Linked DNA regions of Mus musculus: all the other regions are linked to region 4. The links are chromatin contacts, called in public ChIA-PET and promoter capture Hi-C maps. All regions are on one chromosome and are shown on one strand. Each heading gives the region's core, a stretch centred on a gene start, on an enhancer-like site or on the middle of the called end of the contact. The rest is flanking DNA. Distances are from core to core; before and after follow the strand shown. Region 1 holds the start of Foxo4 (forkhead box O4). Region 2 has its middle 8.8 kb from the start of Gm24061. Region 3 holds the start of Snx12 (sorting nexin 12). Region 4 holds the start of Taf1 (TATA-box binding protein associated factor 1).

The links. Promoter capture Hi-C pulls out the DNA fragments that hold promoters and counts their contacts. ChIA-PET counts read pairs in DNA pulled down with a chosen protein or histone mark.
Region 1: a promoter capture Hi-C map of erythroid cells shows a contact between it and region 4, with 3 times the contacts expected there. The contact joins the promoter of Foxo4 here to the promoter of Taf1 in region 4. A contact is called at or near these places in 5 of 39 promoter capture datasets (the C10 cell line, the HPC-7 cell line, erythroid cells and 2 more), 2 of 484 Hi-C or Micro-C datasets (CD8 T cells and embryonic stem cells), 4 of 115 datasets of contacts at active chromatin or transcription factors (effector CD8 T cells, embryonic stem cells, memory CD8 T cells and 1 more) and 2 of 9 other capture datasets (liver and pancreatic islet).
Region 2: a promoter capture Hi-C map of pre-B cells shows a contact between it and region 4, with 4 times the contacts expected there. The contact joins the enhancer-like site here to the promoter of Taf1 in region 4. A contact is called at or near these places in 3 of 39 promoter capture datasets (the HPC-7 cell line, hippocampal neurons and pre-B cells), 1 of 484 Hi-C or Micro-C datasets (CD4 T cells) and 5 of 115 datasets of contacts at active chromatin or transcription factors (CD8 T cells, astrocytes and embryonic stem cells).
Region 3: an RNA polymerase II ChIA-PET map of memory CD8 T cells shows a contact between it and region 4, with 7 read pairs. The contact joins the promoter of Snx12 here to the promoter of Taf1 in region 4. A contact is called at or near these places in 1 of 39 promoter capture datasets (pre-B cells), 2 of 115 datasets of contacts at active chromatin or transcription factors (embryonic stem cells and memory CD8 T cells) and 1 of 9 other capture datasets (adipose tissue).

The regions. Positions count from the first base shown.
Region 1 is chrX:101,253,120-101,255,918 of GRCm38.p6, forward strand. Foxo4 (forkhead box O4) reads left to right here and starts at 1,409. Exons shown (of 3, transcript NM_018789.2): 1 at 1,409-2,154. The coding sequence starts at 1,702.
Region 2 is chrX:101,131,363-101,134,068 of GRCm38.p6, forward strand. It overlaps a transcript of Snx12 not described here. Among named protein-coding and RNA genes, the nearest start is that of Gm24061, 8.8 kb to the right of the region's middle. Within about 2 kb of position 1,354, at least 61 of the 459 cell types and tissues checked have an H3K27ac peak or open chromatin away from gene starts, as enhancers often do. A contact at or near this core is called in CD8 T cells, the HPC-7 cell line and pre-B cells, where this site is marked.
Region 3 is chrX:101,221,097-101,224,076 of GRCm38.p6, forward strand. It overlaps Snx12 (sorting nexin 12), which reads right to left and starts at 1,467. Exons shown (of 5, transcript NM_018875.2): 1 at 1,166-1,467. The coding sequence starts at 1,330.
Region 4 is chrX:101,531,334-101,534,049 of GRCm38.p6, forward strand. Taf1 (TATA-box binding protein associated factor 1) reads left to right here and starts at 1,402. Exons shown (of 39, transcript NM_001290729.1): 1 at 1,402-1,668; 2 at 2,162-2,276; 3 at 2,412-2,528. The coding sequence starts at 1,489.

The DNA of each region.
Region 1 (2,799 bases), core at 159-2,658, 280 kb before region 4:
ATAAAACAGATATAATAGTGGTTAACCATACCTTGCATGGTTAAGTGAGCTGTAAGTGAGCTAATTTTGATATGCTGGTTTGAATAAGAATGCCCCCCATAGGCCCACTAGGAAATGGCTTTATTTGAAAGGATTAGAAGGATTAGAAGCCGGTGCACTGTTGAAGAACTTAAACCCAGTCATAATGTCTCCATTTAGAATTTGGAAGTAGCAAGTTACAGAAGTGGAAAGGTGACCATCAGTGTGGCTGAGAAGGTTAGGTAGACCCAGAACAGCCTCTAACCAAATTCAGAGCTTAAGAGTAGGGATCGGGGATTTAGCTCAGTGGTATAGCACTTGCCTAACAAGGGCTAAGGCCCTGGAGTCGGTCCTCAGCTCCAGAAAAAAGACAAAATAACAGAGGTTAAAGGTAGCTAGAGGGTGGAGGTATAGGTGCAGAAAGAGATTAAAAAAAAAAAAAGTTCAGTTGGAGACATGTTGAATGAGAAGCCATTGAAGATCAGAACAAGGAGAAGATCAGTATTTCAGAGGCCTGCATAGCTGACAGAGGAAACTAGCAAGACTGTCTGTGAAATGTACATAGAAAATGGAGAGAGTGCACCATAACCAATGAACACTGTTTGTTGTTACACAAGCTTCCCTCTCAACTCCCCAAGTGAGTGTGTCTTATTTTCTAATCAGATCCCTACTTGTTGATACTCTTTCTGCTTCTTATAAGGGCAATACATTTTCACTTTGCTTTCTTAGTGAAGGATGGGAAAATCTAGCGTCTTTCAAAACGATCTTTTGGGCGACCCCGAAACTCGAGGAAGTGGGTGAAAAGGGAAGGAATGAGGAAAAATATTTTTAAGAAAAGAAAAAGAGTCCGGGACGACCTCTAATCATTAAAGTTCCACCTCCCCACATCCTGCCACGCGCCGCTCTCCTGCGGCCGATATCGGACTCCTGATCGCAAGGTAGGACGGGAGATGTAGTCTTCGAGAACGACCAGGGTGGCACGATTCGAGAACTCAGTTTCCCAAGTGGCTCCTGAGGCGCGTGCGCAGATGGCTGCCCCAGCGAGTGGTAAACAGAGACGTCTGGCGGGGGCTGCTGCTTGGAGCAAAACAAAAGGGAAACCCGGGGGGCGGGGGGTGGGGGGGTCCGATAGGGGATTCAGTTCTGGAGTTGGGGAGGCTGGGGCCGCAAGAACCTTGACCCTCTCAAGAGTGACCTGGAGGGAAGAGGCGAGGGGAGGGAGAGCCAGGGGAGGGACAAGTGACGCCCGGGAGCGGGGCGTGGGGGAGGGCAGCGATCCGGGTGGAGGAAATTTGGGAGGAGTGTCCGGGGGGCAGCAACTTGAAAGGGGGAGGGAACTTCGCTGAGGAGACGTTCGGTGATGGGAGCGCAATGTATGAGGGGATACGGTGCCTCAGGTTTAAAAGAGCAGGAAGCTGAGTGAGAGGGTGCAGAAAGTGCCTTCGCTAGGCGGAGGTTACAGGTGGTGCCTCAGAGCGCTACTCTGAGGCTGCAGCCCGGACTCCGGAGGGGATCGGAGAACGGAGTGAAAGGGACAGTTTAGGAGCTAGAGTCCGGAGACGAGGGAGAAGTTCGTGACTTTCTGAGAACTGGAAAGAATGTGTTTCCCCCCTTGGGGGAGGCATGGTGAGGGACTGTGGCAGGCTCCACTGATCGCTGAGCTGCAGAGGTTCGACCCCACGTATGGATCCAGAGAATAAGAAGTCAGCCACAGGGGCTGCCGCGATCCTAGACCTCGATCCCGACTTCGAACCCCAGAGCCGTCCGCGATCCTGCACCTGGCCCCTTCCTCGACCAGACCTCGCTACGGAGCCACACGAACCGTCCGAGGTGGAGCCCAGTCTGGGACAGAAGGTACCCACGGAGGGACACTCCGAACCGATCCTGTTGCCCTCTCGGCTCCCAGAGCCGGCAGGGGGCCCCCAGCCGGGAATCCTGGGGGCTGTAACAGGTCCTCGGAAGGGAGGCTCCCGCCGGAATGCCTGGGGAAATCAGTCATATGCAGAACTCATCAGCCAGGCCATTGAAAGCGCCCCGGAGAAGCGGCTGACACTCGCCCAGATCTACGAATGGATGGTCCGCACGGTGCCCTACTTCAAGGACAAGGGTGACAGCAACAGCTCGGCAGGATGGAAGGTAAGTATGACTCCCTTACCTTCACGCCATCCACCCTTGGACCCCTCTAGTTACTCTCACTCCGGGGCCCCCCATTACCGCCTTTCCACCCCTTTGGAAAGCCCAAAGATCCACCTTTAATCTTCAGTTAGACAGGCATTTACTTAGTACATAGTATATACCACACTCTGAGCAGCTTGAAGCAGGAGGATCGGAGATGAATAAGACACTGTCCCTGCTCTGAGGAAAATCGAATTCTCTACTCGCTACTCAGCACTTTGGCTTGAGCTGCTCCAAACATTTATTCCCACAGAGAAGTCTTTATCCTATGTACAGCAGGAACTGTGTGGATTCTCCACCGGCACCTAGCCTTCCCTCCTCCCTCCCCTCCCACCCAACACCTTTTGGCCCATTCCTGCGGGATTACTCGGATTCCCTGCTCGCCTCCCAATACCTCAGTGAACAGAACTGTTCTACGATTGCTCTGCCCAAGAGGGAGTGGGCGGTGAAGGGGGGCAAAGTGGTTGGTATCCATGGGGAAAGGTAGCGACCTTGTGCACTAAGGAAAGAGGCCCGCAAGCTGCTATCTGCCTCAGTTTACCTTCTCCTGACGAAAATCCTTCCTTGTAAGGCGCTCTCCAAACTCACGGGGAAAGTCTTTGTTCA
Region 2 (2,706 bases), core at 104-2,603, 400 kb before region 4:
CCTCCTGACTACTGGAATTAAAGTCCCACCAGGTCCGGTTCTACTTTATTTTTTTTTTAAGATGGGTTCTTGCTATGCAGCCCAGACTGGCCTAGAACTTGCTATGTAGCTGAGAATGACCTTTAACTTCTGACCCTCCAGCTTCCCACTACTAAGTGTTGAGATTGCAATTATGTGCTATAATGTGCAGGGGTTTGGTTTGGGGGAGAAGTTTTGTTTTTAGTTTTTTTTTTTTTTTGGTTTTTTGTTTTGTTTTGTTTTTTGATATCATGTAGCCTAGGATCGCCTTAAACTCACGGTGTAACTGAAGATAACAAACTTCTGATCCTCCTGCCTCTAACTCACAACTGCTAGGATTATAAGCATGAGCTACTACACATGGCTTTAAATGTGTGCAAAACTTATAATAGTTCAATTAAAATTAATTGATAGGAAGGTTCTGGACAGGTTGTGGTGGTGGCATAATTTTAAAAAAATATTCTCACTCCTGAGTAGCTTAATAAAAACAGAAAACAAGTTAGGCACAGTGGTGCACACCTGTAACCGCAGCACTCCAGAGACAGAGACAGAAGCATCAGGAGTTTGAGGCTAGCCTGGGTTCCATAAAGAGAACCCTATCTGAAACATGTAAGAACCAAAACCTTAAGTCTGCTAGAGAAAACCCCCAAGCCCATGGACAATAAGTGTCACAAAGCTAGGCAAGAAGATTCTTAAATCCAAATATGTGGACGGGTGCAGACTACCAACAGCTGTAAAGCAGTTGTGAAATGAGCCCTGTGTGAAAGGAAGCAATGAGCAGGTGACAAAGCAAAGTGGCTGGTACGGAGGGGTGAGACCTAAGTGTCCCCCAAAACTCCGTGTCCGCAGCAGTGTGGGCCCCACAAGCTCTCCACACTAATCAGCCAGAAGCAAAAGACACTGCCAGAAACAGAATCCAGATTCAGCAATACAGTAAAAAGCAAAAAGGACCATGGGACAGGAGAGCTAGATCCAGGTCTCTGAGAAAGGAAGTCACATTTTGGGGAATTACACAAAAGCAACAGAAGAGGGAGCTAGAAGCCACGAAAATGGAAAACCTACTGGGATCCTAGCCTCCACCCTTCTAACCGTTTTTTTTTGTTTTTTGTTTTCTTTTCTTTTCTTTTTCAAAAAAAGATGCAATGGCAGGAGCCTCTAATTCTGGCACTCAGCAGACCGAGGCAAGCCTGGGCTGCATAAGAAAATCCTGTCTCAAAAGATCAAAATACATAAGCATAAATTCATAAAGTCACGTGCAAATGAGCAATAGCTTTTACTAGAAGCCAGTGAGGACGATTCGCAATGACAATTGACAGCAAAGCGGAAGCACATGCTTATGAGCCATGAACATTATAGCCTGCCATCTCAACGCAAGTTCAAAGTAGACAAAGAAAAGGAGAGAAGATGCAGAAGAAGTCAGGGTCTGAACAACTAAAGCACAGGGTAATGAGGTCCAGGAAAGAATCGAAAATAAGAGAGACTAGAACTAAGCAGTACCCCGGAGCTCTTGTCTCTAGCTGCATATGTATCAAAAGATGGCCTAGTCGGCCATCACTGCAAAGAGAGGCCCATTGGACTTGCAAACTTTATATGCCCCAGTACAGGGGAACGCCAGGGCCAAAAAGGGGGAGTGGGTGGGTAGGGGAGTGGGGGGGGGGTATGGGGGACTTTTGGTATAGCATTGGAAATGCAAATGAGCTAAATACCTAATAAAAAATGGAAAAAAAAAAAGAAATGAGTTCTAAGGCAGAAAGAGCAAATGAACTCAAGATATAAAAGAGAAGATAAGGGGGCTGGTGAGATGGCTCAGTGGGTAAGAGCACCCGACTGCTCTTCCAAAGGTCCAAAGTTCAAATCCCAGCAACCACATGGTGGCTCACAACCACCCGTAATGAGATCTGATGCTCTCTTCTGGTGTATCTGAAGACAACTACAGTGTACTTTCATATAATAAATAAATAAATCTTTAAAAAAAAAAAAAAAAAAAAAGAGAAGATAAGAAGAGGGGACCTGCATAGAACCAAAACGAGAAGAATGAAGTGATAAAAAGGAAAGCAAGCAAAGAATATCTCAGCACTTGAAAAACTGAGACCATGTCTCAAGTCCTACTCCCCACCCCCCGAAAGAGAAAAAAGAAAAATACAGAGAGAAGAAAATAAAAACAAGAAAATAAAACAAAATAAACCATGTATAGAATAACAAATACCATGTTTTGTTTGTGGATCCTACAACCCTTTATGGAGAATACACATGCATATTTATATATATATATTTCTCTGTGTTTGTGTTATGTGTGTGTATGTGTGTCTTTGTGTCTGTGTGTATATGTATAGTCCTTGCACAAGAGCAGGATAGAGACTAGAGGAACAGAGAAAATCAGTGGGAAGGGGAAAAGCAGGGAGTCTAAGAGGAGGAAGCAAAAGCTAGTAAAACACCCATAAAGGTGAGAACAGAGATGGGGTGGTGGCTCATGCTTGCAATTCCAGCACTTGGGAGGCTGAGGCTGAAGGTTCAACACACGTTTGAGGCCAGCCTGGATGATATGGTGAGTTTCAGGACAATCTGAGCAATAAAATAATCATGACTCAAACAAATAAAATTAAAAGGTTAAAAAGGCTACAAGAAAGCTTCCCTGAGGGCTGGTGAGATGGCCCAGCAGTTAAGAGCACTGACTGCTCTTCCGGAGGT
Region 3 (2,980 bases), core at 217-2,716, 310 kb before region 4:
CCATAAGATTGTCAGGCACAGGTAGAACAAACATTCTTAATTCAATTCATCTTTTTAAAAAAATGAGAACTTCATATGACTCATAGATCTTCAAAGCTATTCAAAAGAGATACTGTTCGAAAAGAATATCCTGCATCTCTAACCTGAGAAGAAAACACAAGTAAAAAAGAAAAAATGGTTCTTAAATTTTTTTAATCTGTACCATTTCAACTGGGCAAAAAAAAAAAAAATACCTGTGAACCATGTACTATATCTTGCACTGTGGACTAAGCACTGTGGAGTAAGAGAATAAAGTCCCCTGGGGTGCAGACTAGAAGAAGCCATTCCTGGAGCCCTTCTGAAATGTCATGTATTAAAGTAACTACAGATTAGGGGAAGACAAGGCAAATGCTGCCTTTCCCATAAACCCTAAGTGAACGCCAATAAAACCTGAAGTCACCATTGTGGATACTTCACATCTAAAGGCTTAGCAGAGGATGGGAGCAGCAGCTGACAATCCCCAATCCCGGTGCAGGGCCGGGTTTCACGTGAGACATGACATTGTGGTACCTAAGAAACTTAAGCATAAAACAGTTCTCTCTTGCAGATGTCAATCTTACACAAGTCAGCAAAGCATTCTGTCTGCAAATTGCTTTTCTACTGCTCCCATAAGCCCACTGTCTCCCTTTCCTTCACTCACTCTTGCCTTGAACTAAAGGTTTTGCTTAACTCCATCATCCCAGAGAGATCTTATTAGGAAGAAGCTGAGCCCTCCTGCCCTCCCCCCTTTAGAATGGCTTCCCATAACCTAGTTTAGTTATAGAACCCAGCGATACATCGCCTTGGCTTTCCATCCCCCAGCCTTCTTCCATCCTCCCCTCCCGTCCTGTCAATCATGTTCTAGTCTACTTGGATTCCTCACTAATCTTTGTCCATCGTCCACACCCTGTCCAGCCATGCCTCACTTCTTCCTTGTAAGTACTTGTTTTCCTTCATCCCCGCCCCAAGTCCCCTCTGGACTTTTCTGTACCCTCGGGCCACAGCTGAGTCTGCAGCCTCCTCTCCAAACCTTCCAAGCCCTAACCCTCACATGACCCCTCCAAGGCGGCCCGCCGTTAGTCGTCCCCATGCCCCCTCCCCTCCTGCTCCGTCCTCCCTCAGCTGTCTCCCTCACCCCGTGACTCACCCGCATGCGAACCTCATAGGTGGTGAAGCGCGCGCGGCCCACGCCCACCGTCTGTGGATTAAAGATGTCTATCTCCAGGAAGTTACTGGGCGGCCCGTAAGCGTCGGTCAGGTCTTGGGGCTTCGAGTTAAGGCGCCTAGTGTCAGCCACTGCGGTGTCCGACATCTTTCCGAAGAAGAGCCCGGTACCGGCGAAGGGGGTGGGGGACAGAGGCCTGAGGCAAGAGCGCGCACAGCCCCTCCCGCTTGCAAAATAACCAGCCAACCCCCAGACGACGGCGGCGCGCACGCGCGCACGCATGCGCGCACGCACACACCGCCCGAGCCTCGGGCCCTTCACTCTGAATAGTTGCCATGCAGACTAGGGCTGGTACTCTATAATGCAAGCGTCATTCAGACTTCCGGGTGGTACTGGTAGCAGCCCCGGAACCTGCATCTCCAATACTCACTGCCCCAGTAGTTTGAGAAGCACCACACGCATGCTCCTCCAATCTGTGTCCCTCAACCCAAGAAATTGGCTCACCCCGTGCATCAATCAAGCAGTGGGCACTGCCCCACAAGCTATTATCCTAAGGTGATAGGCCGAAACCCCAGGTCCTTAAGTCCGGATTTTCCCTGAAAATAGAATGGTTTCTGGAAGGTGGGGTTCCAACAATAATAGAAAAAACGTAGACTGCAGGCTTACTACTTGTGCCACTGATAGTTTCAATTCAAGCTACACGCAAGTGTAAGCAATACATTGTGGTGCCCGGGAATCAGTAAACACGAATTGCGTAAACAATAAAGATTTCATGTTCTCACTTTTCAGGAATAGTGGGTGTATCTTCATGCCCCACATGTTGCTACATAACAACTAATTCCAGGCATATTCATTTCTTAACAAATTTCAGGATCTTTACTTCATAACTTCTGTCTATATGCTGCAGAACCCGCACTTGGCTATGCTGTGAGCTTGTTTGCAACCTCTCATGAAAGTATGTGTCTGCATGAGAACATCTACAGAAGAACATATTTACATACGTGTAAAATGTATTTGCACATGTTATGTACATACTAAGACAAAGTCTTACATTTATCCTAACTGTCCAGGCTTCCCTTGAACTTGTGGCAGTGCTCCTGCCAAGCCCTCTGGGTTTCAGTGTCACCATGGCCAGCTAGGAATTTTTGTGGTTCTTATGTAGTTTTGAGACACTGTCTCATGAACCCCAGGCTGCTTTCAAACTTGCTTTATAGCAGAGAATGACCTTGAAATCGGACCCTTCGGCCTGTCTCTCCCAAATGCTGTTTTGTGCAGTGCTATGGATCAAATCCAGGCTCTACAAAATCAGCTATATCTGTAGTCCTTAAACATACATTTTGGGGGGGGGGAGTTCAAGACAGGGTTTCTCTGTGTAGCCCTGGCTGTCCTGGAACTCACTCTGTAGACCAGGTTGGCCTTGAACTCAGAAATCCACCTGCCTCTGCCTCCCGAGTGCTGGGATTAAAGGTGTGCGTCACCACGCCCGGCTAAACATACATTTTTTAAAACTAATTTATATATATCCCTTCATTTTGTAAATTATTTATTATCATTTTAACTTTTAAATAAGTATTTTTGATGTGTCTGCATATTTTGCCTGCGGGTGTGTCCATGCACCAAGTGCATGAAGTGCCTTAGGAGGCCAAAAGAGGATGTCAGATCCTCTGGAACTGGAGTTACAGATGGTTGTGTGAACCACTTTGGGTGCTGGGACTTGAAGCTGGGTCTTCTGCAAGACAGCCAGTGCTCCTAAGCACTGAGCCATCTCTCCAGCTCTGCATGTCCCGTATTAAGGGG
Region 4 (2,716 bases), core at 152-2,651:
GATCAAATATAATCGCACGACTGAACTTGTTGGCAGAGACCTATAATTTCAGTTAGTTGGGAAGCAAAGAATGGAAAATTCAAGGCCTGGCCCAGGAAACTTAAGTGGGACTCTGCCTCAGAACAAACTAAACATGAACAAGCAAACAGGCACAAAAAATGCAAAGTAGGAACTCTGAACAGATCCTCGGTTTGGCCACAGTGAAGATGCTCCAATTCAAACAAGTCTGTGTGCCACCATGGTGATCTGAAACATGAAATATGTCCTCAGGATGGGGCTCCGGGGTTGGTGGCAGATATGTTACCTACAGAGGCACCTCACTGGTTCAATATGTCTATTTACACAAATATATAGAGTACTTAAAAAACTTTTTTTTAAAGATAGGGTTTCCCCTAGTAGCCTGGAGCTTAACTATGTATACTATGCTGGTCTTACAGAGACAATTCTTTTTTTTTTTTTTTTTTTTTTTTTTTTTTAGTTATTTCGAGACAGGGTTTCTCTGTGTAGCCCTGGCTGTCCTGGAACTCACTTTGTAGACCAGGCTGGACTCAAACTCAGAAATCCGCCTGTCTCTGCCTCCCGAGTGCTGGGATTAAAGGCGTGCGCCACCACTGCCCGGTTCAGAGACACTTCTACCTCAGGTTTCCATTCCTGGCAAAATAAGGTTATTTTTTAAGTACAGGGAATTGAATCTATGTTGGCCAGTGAGCTGTATCCCAGCCTTGTATATTTCTGTCTCTCTTTCACTTTCTCTCCCCTCTTCAACCCCCCCCCCCTTCTCCCACTCGGTTTCTTTCTTCTCTCCATGCTTTTACACATTTACACACATATATACATACATACACACACACATATATATGCATATATGTGTATGTATATATATATATATATATATACATATATATATATATATATATAGTGCTGGGAATCATATGTGCGCTTAAAAAAACTATGAAAATGTTTAATGTTTGTGAATCTTGAAGTTTCGGTTGCTCATTTTACTAAGCTTAACATTTTACCATGGGAAAATGTAAATTCAAAATAAGTAAGTAGCAGTCGTCCCCCTATCACAATTCATAGTAATGTTCCTTTGGGGAACGGCACAAACCGGAAAAGACGGCTCAAATCATTATTGTGTAGTGTGTACTGTAGCCGGTGACGCGCGGTTTCCAGAGGTCGTAGGTCACGCCGCCTCAGATCTACTTTCTTATTGGAGAAAAATCTGCCGCTCTTACCATAGCAACCAGAACGGACCCGCGCAGTTGATGGGCGGGACTGGTTTGTTTGACCAATCACCTTCCAGTTATCCAGCCTGATCTTGGGCGGACCAATCAAACACATCAAAGGAAGTAGCCATCCCGACATCAAAGGATCACGTAGGACGGCCCATCCTTCCCCCCTTTTTTTCAACTTCCGGTAGCCTCTGGTTGGGTCAGGGAGCGCTGCAAGTCACCCGTGTGCGACTGACGTATTTTTTCTTTCCCGCCCATGGGCCCGGGGTGGGCTGGGCTGCTGCAGGACAAGGGTGGCGGTAGCCCTTCCGTCGTCATGTCCGACACAGACAGCGACGAAGAGTCGGCTGGTGGAGGCCCATTTTCTCTAACTGGGTTCCTGTTCGGCAACATCAATGGAGCAGGGCAGTTGGAAGGCGAAAGCGTCTTGGATGACGTGAGTCGTGGGCCTGGGGCGGCGGGTGCTGTGGCTAGGGAGAACTGGAGACAGCGCGAGAGGGCTCAACTCGGAGGAAGGACGAAGAGGAAAAGTCTTAAGTGTCAGTCACTGATGCTGAGGTGTTGGCTTCGAAGGTAACATTCTCCTTGCCTGGTAGGAAAGATAATAGTTAACTCTAGTAAGGTTATCAGAACCGCCACTGTGGAAGGCCTTCTTAAAGACCCTTGGAACTCTGCTTTTTCTGGCTTTTGCTGATCCTAATGGCTCCAAAGCCAGGACTACGGATGGAACGTGTGTTGTTCGGAACTGATCTGTATGGAATTTAGCAGATTTCCTATATAGTTCTTGAATGTGATGTTTCTTTGAGCAGCACTTCATGAAATAATTTCTCAGATGGATTTGTGACTTTGTTATGAGCAAGGGAAATATACTTGTGTAGGACCTTCAGGTTTAGTTGTTATTTTCGACCCTCATGCTGTCCCCTTTTCAGGAGTGCAAGAAGCATCTTGCGGGCTTGGGGGCTTTGGGTCTTGGCAGCCTGATCACTGAACTCACAGCAAATGAAGAATTGTCCGGGAGTGATGGTGCCCTGGTAAATGATGAAGGTAAAGTGTGGGCCATGGGGAGGACAGTGTGGGTGGGGGGAGGAGATTAGCCTGTTGTACGCTTTTCAGTGGGGATTTTCTAAGGAAGTGATAATTACTTGCTTTCTCTTGAGACGTCTCCCTTTTTATCCATAGGATGGATTAGGAGTAGAGAGGATGCTGTGGACTATTCTGACATCAACGAGGTGGCAGAAGATGAAAGTAGAAGATACCAGCAGACAATGGGAAGCTTGCAACCCCTTTGCCACACAGGTGATTCTCTCTCCGCCCCCCCCCCCCCTTCTTGTTTTCTAGCAATGGGTCTTTCAACATAGCCCTGCCTGACCTGGAACTCATTATGCATGCAAGATTGTCCCAAACTCATAGAGATGCATTTGCCTCTGTTTCCCAAGTGCTAGGATTAGACATGTTCCCCACTACGCTTGGTATTCTTTAATGTT